Regions from separate parts of the Mus musculus genome. Here all the other regions are linked to region 2. Evidence: chromatin contacts called from public Hi-C and promoter capture Hi-C data. All regions are on one chromosome and are shown on one strand. The core of a region is the stretch at or near the end of the contact, and the rest is flanking DNA. Distances in the headings are between cores, read along the strand shown. Region 1 overlaps Galntl6 (UDP-N-acetyl-alpha-D-galactosamine:polypeptide N-acetylgalactosaminyltransferase-like 6). Region 2 holds the start of BC030500 (cDNA sequence BC030500). Region 3 overlaps Galntl6 (UDP-N-acetyl-alpha-D-galactosamine:polypeptide N-acetylgalactosaminyltransferase-like 6).

Region 1 (2,724 bases), core at 167-2,666, 970 kb after region 2:
CATGAAGTCCAAAGACCAGGTGTCAGCAGAGCCATGCTCCAGAGCTGCTGTGATTATGAGGAATCTCTGAGCCTCCCCGCTACCTGCTCACAGCTTGATGTATCCTTGTCTTGTGCACACATAGCTTTGGTTTCCACTCAGTTTTATCCAGTGTCTCTTCCCATTTTCTCTACTCTACTCTGCATGTGCATGGGCAGAACCTAAGAGAAAAAGTAATAGGGGAAGACAAGCAGATGTGAGGCATTTTACCATCCACGTAAATGCAATCTTTGAAGCTGAAAATAGATATAATAGAGGGAAGGAACCAGAGCTCAGAGCCACCGAGGGGCTTCCTGTCACCTGCGTAAGTGTGTACCCTCTCCACCAAACAAAGTGACTGCTCATAATAGCTACTTAATAAATAGTTATGTGAGAAAATTAATTAGAAGTCAATATTTTCTGGTAATTGCTCTTTAATTTTTGGTTTGATTTTTTTCTGGTTTCTTTCTTTGCTTTTAAAACAAAAAACAAAAAAACTTTGATTTAAGATAGAATCTCCTATAACCCAGCCTGGCCTCACACTATGCATATACCCCAGGATATCCTAACTCCTTGTCTTCGTGAATTTATCTCTATACAGCTGACATTACAGCTGTGTGCACCACCATGCCTTCCCTGTTGCCCAGGTTTGATCAGCAAAACGGAAAAGAAAAGAAGCAAAAATATTTACTAAAAGATAAAACCAGGTATGGGACTTAGAAACCACACCAGACAAGATTCTTCTTGCCTCTAGAACGAGAAAGCACATCAAAGAAGTTCAAACGTTTCTTTACGCACATGTCACAACTTTAATTTTTAATTTCATCAGAGCCATTTTCCACTAGATGACTCTTCAGAGACTAGAAAGTTACAGGTGTCTCTTTAAGCCACAGATTGCTGACTGGCTGGGTACTTCTAACCTTTGGCTCTTGGGGTCAAAGATTTTAATTGTGCTAGTTCCTTCAAGCTCCTTCTTCACTCCCCATACCTATAATTTATCCTGATCTGATGAACACTTTCTTCCAGTTTTATTTGAGAATTTCCCAGGAAGCTATGGACAATAAAATCATTTGGGAAGCCACACTACAGAATTCTGCCAGGAGTTCAGGAACCAGGAAATAACCTATAAATCTGCCTGGCTGATGTAACTCTGTGAAGAAAAGATCCCCATAAATGTGACTATTTCTAGAATGTACACGTACAACATTACAAACACAAGTAAATTTCACAGGAAAATCGGAGTCTCAACAAGAGCCCCTTTAAGAAAAACACCAGAGGTGAAGGAGTCCCTCCATACTCCCACCAGAGCTAAACTCCCTTATTGAGATGACATGAGTTCGTACCCTGTAGATTGAATCTTTAGAATGACTATTTTCAGTTTAGAATTATTGTCCATATCGAACTCAGAAACGGGCTGCCTGTTGCCAGTAAAGCCGAAGGGAGGCTAAAATAGTCAAAGCAGCAGTTGGCTCAAGGTTTTGTTGGTGTTATACCGCCACCTGCTGGAAGCAGAGGTGAATCGTTTTCAAGGAAAACATTAACAAAAGGTAATACTGTTTTCAAATGAGGTTTGACACTTAGAGTTAATGAACTCTGCAACCCTAGCTGCGTGACAGGGTAAGTTCCAGGGTCCCTGAACTGAGGAAAGATGAACTGAATCCTTATTGTGAAACCACCAAACAACCTCTTTGAGGCATTGGTACAGAAGAATTGACAAAATTCCTCACAGCCTCTCTCGGAGCTCTCTTGAAGGAACTGCAGCAAGACCCTCCATGGCAAATGATACAGGGACAAAGGAAAGATATACTAGATCATGGGGCACTGTCTAGATCATGACCTGAATGTGAAAAACAGCAGCAGCAACAACAACATCTTCAGAATACATGCCTCTGGGTTTGTTCAATGTTGAAGTAATGGATATGTGCTGTGTAGTCTGAGAGGCTGATCTAGAGTCCAAACCTGGATATAAGAAAACACAAGGTCTTACTTCAGTTTCAGCTTAGTTTGTCTGGAGGCACACTGCTGGTGTGGTTCATGCTAGACTGTTGGAGAGAGAGAGAGAGAGAGAGAGAGAGAGAGAGAGAGAGAGAGACAGAGAGAGAGAGAGACAGAGAGAGAGACAGAGACACAGAGACAGAGACAGAGAGAGACAGAGAGAGAGAGAGAGAGAGAGAGAGAGAGAGAGAAGCCTACACATAAAGGAGAAAGAAAGGTTGACAAATACAATAAACAAGACTAGGTTCCAGAACTTTGCTACAGACTGTGGACTCTCCTCCAACATCTGAATGTTCAAGCCCAAATCTCCATGGAGATTGCATTTGGACGCGGAACATTCAGAGGTAACTAAATCATAGACTAGTGCTCCCATGGGAAGTGAGCACCTTAATGAAGGGATGAAGACACCAGAGTACTTAGGACTTGAGATATTTCTCCCATTGAGAGTGTAATGTGACCAGAGGAAGAGCCCTCCCAAACGTCCCGACCTGGCACACTTATCTCAGACCTCTGGCTTCCGAGATGGCAGGGAGTACATTTTCTGCGAGCAAGCTACCGAGCCACGGAATTAATAGAGCAGCTGGAAGTGAAGCCAGGCCTTCAACCTCGAGTCCTCTGAGGTACCAGGATTTTAAACAGACAGAGTGCATGCTGTACCCTCTGATACCGCTCAATTTATTACTAGCACTTGGTGATACACTTAATTAGATC
Region 2 (3,020 bases), core at 325-2,824:
AGGTTTCTGGATAACCAGGGAGGGGTGTGTGAGCTAAGCGAGGAACCAGAAGACCTCTCAGCTATCAGCAGTGGGAGGTGCAGGCATGGTAGGGCGGAGAAGCATCAGTTAGTGAAGCCAAATCTAAACCTGGGCCCCAGGTGCTGGCCGACTCCCGCTGAGCTGCCTCTGTTCTCCACAGTGTTGTCTGGAAGCTGCGGCTAACAACGCTGTCCACGCGGCGTGGGAATCCTCTTTCTCCTTCCACGCTACGTACCTGGCTTGAGCTGTAGGTTCTGGGGAAACCCTCCTCTCAGGGACCAGTCCAGACTGGGTTGCCTCTGCTCGCTGTCGCTGCCGCGCCTTCCTCGCTGCGATCCCATCAGGACCATGGAGGAATTCTTCCATTGCCCTCCCGCTCAGGGCGACTTGTACTCCGGAATTTCTGGCCTGGCGCCTTTCGGGTGAGCTCAGAGACGAACCAGTCTCCCTGCCGGTTCGAGATTACCCGAGAAGAGAGGATCCGATTGTCCCGGAGCTGCAAATCGATTTCTCTGTCCCCGCCTTCATCCTCCTCTCCTTCCCCCTAGCCTCTGGGTTTGTTTATGTAGCATCTGGCAGCCGCGAGGCAGTGGCCACTACCTTCCGGCCGTGACTCGCCCTCCCCTCCCGGCTTCTAGGCTCCCGCACGTGGTAGACACCAGTATCATCGCCAGCAGGCAGGAGACAGCCAGCGGGAGGCGGACCCCTGGGTGCCAGCTCCACGCGCGTTCTCGCCGTCCTCACTCATCCTCCGCGCGCCCTCTCCCACTTGCCTGTAAAGCCCGGTCACACTTGACATTCGCCGCCTGCCATCCGTCCCTTGCCGTGAAGTGGAGATCAGAAATACTGCCCTGGGGGTGCTGGTGATGCTTCGCTGGGTTCGTTCAGTTGCTGGAAAAGAATGGTAACATGAACAGTGGAGCGTGAGAGCGTCAGCAGAGGAAGGGGGCGAGATTGATGGGTAGAGAGCACACTTCTCTGAGGCTCTCATTCCCAGGACTGCACTTGGAGGAAGGGACGTCTTTGCGCCTGCACTTCCTGGCTGGACTCCGCTGACATCTGTAGCCTCCTTCCAGCCAGGTTCCCAGGTCGCCTAGATGCTGCCTGCAGAGGAGTGTTCTGACGGCGCATGAAGATCCAGGAGTTTGTGAACCCCTATCCAAACATAGTTCTGACCTGGTTATGGTGTCCCTGGATCTTGCCTGACAAGCTGGCTTCCAAGGGAGTTGAACTTGAGTTCAGGTGGGTTATCCCAAAGCAAGCAAATAAAAAGCTGTTCGGGGAAGATAAGGAAGGTGTTGTGCCAATGTCAAAAGCGGACACTTTTCTTCCAGACACTTGACTGGACCAAGCCACTCCCTCCCATTCAGTTCTCGCTTTTCATCTCCGACTCTACATCCCGGACCTCCCACACTAAGGGCGGGGGATGGTGGGCAAACAGCGACAGACAAACACCTCCTATTTACTGATAGATCTAGCATGCTCTCGACTTCCTCATAACTTACCATTATTCTATGAAACGATCGTATTTACTCCACTGCTTTATATTAATGGAGGTCAATAGATTTAACGATTTCCTCAGTTGACTCGTTTATTTCTAAGCCAATAGATAATGCCGTCGTCATAGTTTTCTGGGGGAAAGTAACTGTGCGTTTGTTCTGCAGATGGCCAACTCCCTCTGAACCCTGCAGATTGGTGCTGAGCACACAACAAAAGTTTTTTGCTTCCCCTCAGTTTCTGGTGCTTCCCAGGAAAGAGGAAAGGACTTTGGCATTAAACTCAAGAAGTAGTCTGGGAGACATCTCTAACTTTTCTCCATTGTTATCCTTTGCAATGAAGAGGAAACAGAAGAGGTTTCTGCAAATGACTTTGTTATTCACCGTGGCTTTAATTTTCCTGCCCAACATTGGTCTCTGGTCTTTGTACAAGGATAAACACCTGGTGAAATCTGCAGAACCCGCGGAGCATCAGGTAAGTACCAGTCAGGGCAAGGGGGCCAGGAGAATGGGTTAGATATGCACTGTTTGGGGGCATATAGAGAAAAAGTATAAGGAGTTTCTCCCAAGTCCTCATAGGACTGAATACAGGGACTTTGTGGACTTTGGGCTTTGAGCAGGTCCTGGTTTGCAGCTCATGACACGGTGAATGGTGAATGGAACATAAAATGAGAAAGAATCCAAGGTCAAGAAGAGAAGGTATATACTCTTCCAATTGGTCAGTGATTAATTTTTTGACTTGAAGGGGGCAGGGTGGAAAGGAGTCAGAAGTGCTTTGGTACAAGTTCAATTACAGGGATTGGTTTCTGCCTTCTGTCTTGTGTGCGTGTCTGTATTAAGTGCATCTGGCCAACTAAGTTATTCAGATTTTAAAGTGGTTTTCCAAAATCAATCATTTGCATATATATGTATATATATGAAAAGATTCTTATCCTGTGGAAACTTAAACTTTGTCTTTTGTTTCCTCTGTTCCTAATGTGGTCTGGTAGGTTAATTGCTAGAGACAATTATTAAGAATCTATATTCAATCCCCCACCTCCAACATTTGATAACTTTGTTGCTAAAAGCCTTCCCTCATGTGCTAAACAGGCTGTGTGATATTTTGCCTTCCTTCTACTTAGCATGTAACTATTAGTATGCTTATGTTTGCAGTAAGAGTTAATCCTGTGTCTAGGTAACTCTCATAGAGAGTAAGAATACCAACTATCCTTCACAAAATGCTGATGGAAATCAGTAGTGCTGTTTTTCTGCTGATTAGCAAATACAGCATGTATTTTTTTAAAGAAGAAAAACTTTGAACAAGGGATTACAGCCTACTTCATGAAAACACTATACTTCTCTATTCAGTGTCAAGGATTGCTTTATAATATTAATATGCTTAATTTCATGGGTCATCACCTGTGTATTCTATGTACTTTTCTCACATAGAAGGGACTAAGTAATCCACTTTTAGACAGCAGCAATGTGAATTGATAGCAATTGAATATTTTTACCTATACTTAA
Region 3 (3,048 bases), core at 489-2,988, 950 kb after region 2:
AGGCTGCTTTCTTATACAACCCAAGACCACAGTCCAAGGTTGCACCATCCACAATGCACTGGGCCCTTCCCCATCAATCACTACTTAAGAAAATGCCCTAGAGCCAAACATTAGATGGAGCTCTTCTGAGAATTTGCAGAACCAGCTCTTGTGGACGAGTTGGGGAAGTGATTGACAGACCCATAGAAGAAGACCAATAGAGTCAACTAACCTGGACCCTTGGGGGCTCCCAAAGACTAAGTCACCAGCCAAAGAGCATGCATGGGCTGGACCTAGCCCCTACATCCCCAACACACAACATATATAGCAGATGTGTAGCTTGGTCTTCATACTGCCCCAAACAGTGGGAGCAGGGGCTGTCCTTGACTCTAATGCCTGCCTGTGGATCCTGCTTCCCTAACTGGGCCACCTTGTCTGGCCTCAGTGGGGTAAGAAGGACCTAGTCCTAAAATAGCTTGATATGCCAGGTTGATGGTACTCGGGGACATCCCCCTTCTCAGAGGAGTTGGCGAGGAGCTGTGTGAGAGGGAATTGGGAGGAGAGGGGGCTGTAAACAGGATGCAAAGTAAATAAATACAAGATGGAAAAATACCATACAGGTTTGTCTAATCTTACAGGGGCATTTACCTAACTGAGGTTCCTTCCTCTCAGATGACTTCAGCTTGTGTCAAGTTGACATAAAAATGAGACAGTTATACATGGACTAGTAACAGCAGTGAATAAAAATATAAAAGTACATATTGCACAAAAGCGTCACCAAATGTACCCATTTGCATTTAAAAAAACTGAAAGACTGGAGTAATTTTAAAACCAATAGAAAATATCTTTTCATATAAATAGGGGTTCTAAATTTTATTTTATTTCTACAGTTTGCTTCTAATTAAGGAAGAAACATGTCCAATTTTGAAAAATGAAAATGATTTCCAAATCTTAGATGGCAACATTCAAAATGAGCATGTCGGATTTCTTTTGCCTTTCTTTTCCCCGTTTAATTCAACACCAAGTCAGTCACATTTCCAGTTCAAATTAGAAGCCAGAACTGGATTTAATTCTCAATTTTCTGTTTCCTTGTACTGGGGGAAGCTGGGTAGTTCTTACTGATTTGACAGATATTTTCCTGATTTTCCTGATATTTTCACCACTATTGGCACACGAAATAATGGGCAAAACTTTGCTGTAAAGATTCCCCTTGTGGAGAAGAGCCCATATGCCAGGAAGTGCTTCTGACTTTGCACAACAGGAACCAGAAGGCCAGTGCCCATCTTGGCAAGAGCTGGCCAGGATTAACATGGTGGCCACTGGCCAACAGTTACTGCATCACTGAGCTCTGCTGTACCATCACTGCTGTGTGCTGAATTCAAAGGATAACATTTGTAGTTTATGAAGCTTTGGGATAAATAAAAATACAAAAACCCCTAAGCATCAAATCTTATCAGTATCTTCCTCCAAATGAGGAGAACAGAAACATAGACGTTGTAAATGTTCCACTTGGATTCACCGTTTGCATGTGCTCTGTGCACAGCATCCGGAAAGAACTCGGCTGTGACTAATGTTTGGCATTCTTCCTGTGTATTTTCTTTCCTTCCTAGAACACTTGAAGGATAAATTAGAAGATTACATGGCTCGGTTTTCCAAAGTGAGAATTGTACGCACCAAGAAAAGGGAAGGTCTCATCCGGACCCGACTCCTGGGAGCTTCCGTGGCTAGAGGAGAGGTGCTGACCTTCCTAGACTCCCACTGTGAGGTCAATGTGAACTGGCTGCCCCCGCTCCTCAGTGAGTACCCATGTCACCATCCCTCTCAGTGGGGAATAGTGGGCCTGGGAAGCTGGGGAAACGGGCCCTGCAAATAGAGTGCAAAGTTTCTTCTGTAAATGTTGCACTCAGCCAAGGCTTGAGTTGGAACTGTATCTTACTCACTGCTGATCACAAGTATAATGGGAAAACTGTACTAAACAGCACTTCAGATAGTACCGGCAGCAATCTAGCTTAAGGCTAAAATGGTTTCTTTTATAGTATGTCTCTTCTTTCATTGAATTTATTGGGTAAACACTAAAGTAATGAAAAAAATCCCCAAACATTTTTAGTCATCTTATAACTACAATGAGATCAAAATACACATGCACATGTGTATACATAAACACTAGCAATTATCACAAGACTGTTGAGAAGGAAAGAAAATTATTCTACCTCAGGATATAATAATTGAAGCAACTTGACCTTTTTTTAAGATTTATAAGGCCATTGTCCTTTTGTTTTTCCTTCTACTCCTAGTACTACCTATAGCCTTAAATGTATAACCTTCCATATCTCACAGACCCACTGAGCTGCTGTAAGGGTCAGGATGTGTGTTAAATGCTGACTTATGGCTAAGAGAAGAGAAGGGAGAAAGCCATGTCATTGCATGTCATCGCATGTCATTATGTCATCACATCATTGCATGTCATCTCATGTCATCATATGTCATCACATCCCGCTGAACCACTAGAAACACAAACAAGCTGGGCATCATTCCGGCTGGAAACTCAAGCTGTGGCTCAAGTCAAGCCTGGGTATTGTTTTTTCTGTTAGTTTACAACAACATCAGGAAAGGGGATAAAATCTTCAATGTAAATAAAGAAAGCATCTAATTAAAAAAAAAAGATGGAACTTGGGAAAAAAAAAAGGAAACCACCCGCCCATTACTCCTAAGAAAGAAATTGTATACCTAAAAATATTCTTTGTAGAAAATCTTAGCATTCTCTTCAATGTCTCCAAAGGAAGTTTTGCTGTAATTGTTTCCCTGGCTTCAGAAACAACGCCTGTGACAATCACCTTCACACCAACCGCCTCAGAAAGAGTGCTCTGTTACTGCCCATTGTGTGGGATTTCCTCTTCAACCAGCCACGCTCCACCAGTAAAACAAGAGAGAGGGCACAGTGAAAACACAACACCCAGCAATAAACACCCTCTACCACATCAGCCAGTCCTTCTACCTCGACTGCCCAGTCTTCTAAATCAACAGCATCCCAATGCTTCAACAGTCAGAGACTCTTCTGAGCCACTAATT

Evidence for each region. Promoter capture Hi-C pulls out the DNA fragments that hold promoters and counts their contacts. Hi-C and Micro-C count contacts between places; a contact is called where the count stands out from the background.
Region 1: a contact with region 2 is called in a Hi-C map of cortical neurons, with 3 times the contacts expected there. The contact joins the enhancer-like site here to the promoter of BC030500 in region 2. A contact is called at or near these places in 3 of 39 promoter capture datasets (cranial neural crest, hippocampal neurons and liver), 4 of 484 Hi-C or Micro-C datasets (cerebellum, cerebral cortex and cortical neurons), 6 of 115 datasets of contacts at active chromatin or transcription factors (VIP interneurons, embryonic forebrain, embryonic hindbrain and 3 more) and 3 of 9 other capture datasets (adipose tissue, embryonic stem cells and liver).
Region 3: a promoter capture Hi-C map of hippocampal neurons shows a contact between it and region 2, with 4 times the contacts expected there. The contact joins the enhancer-like site here to the promoter of BC030500 in region 2. A contact is called at or near these places in 4 of 39 promoter capture datasets (hippocampal neurons, liver, second pharyngeal arch cranial neural crest and 1 more), 4 of 115 datasets of contacts at active chromatin or transcription factors (SST interneurons, embryonic forebrain, forebrain and 1 more) and 2 of 9 other capture datasets (embryonic stem cells and liver).

The regions. Positions count from the first base shown.
Region 1 is chr8:57,938,448-57,941,171 of GRCm38.p6, reverse strand. The region is part of intron 6 of Galntl6 (UDP-N-acetyl-alpha-D-galactosamine:polypeptide N-acetylgalactosaminyltransferase-like 6); the gene reads left to right. Among named protein-coding and RNA genes, the nearest start is that of Gm2921, 140 kb to the right of the region's middle. Within about 2 kb of position 1,416, at least 12 of the 459 cell types and tissues checked have an H3K27ac peak or open chromatin away from gene starts, as enhancers often do. A contact at or near this core is called in cortical neurons and forebrain, where this site is marked.
Region 2 is chr8:58,910,309-58,913,328 of GRCm38.p6, reverse strand. It overlaps BC030500 (cDNA sequence BC030500), which reads right to left and starts at 1,574. Exons shown (of 3, transcript NM_173411.2): 1 at 1,527-1,574; 2 at 795-912; 3 at 1-469. The coding sequence starts at 820. The coding sequence ends at 124. Galntl6 (UDP-N-acetyl-alpha-D-galactosamine:polypeptide N-acetylgalactosaminyltransferase-like 6) reads left to right here and starts at 1,702. Exons shown (of 12, transcript NM_175032.3): 1 at 1,702-1,992. The coding sequence starts at 1,855.
Region 3 is chr8:57,961,106-57,964,153 of GRCm38.p6, reverse strand. It overlaps Galntl6 (UDP-N-acetyl-alpha-D-galactosamine:polypeptide N-acetylgalactosaminyltransferase-like 6), which reads left to right. Exons shown (of 12, transcript NM_175032.3): 5 at 1,590-1,775. Among named protein-coding and RNA genes, the nearest start is that of Gm2921, 160 kb to the right of the region's middle. Within about 2 kb of position 1,738, at least 31 of the 459 cell types and tissues checked have an H3K27ac peak or open chromatin away from gene starts, as enhancers often do. A contact at or near this core is called in SST interneurons, forebrain and hippocampal neurons, where this site is marked.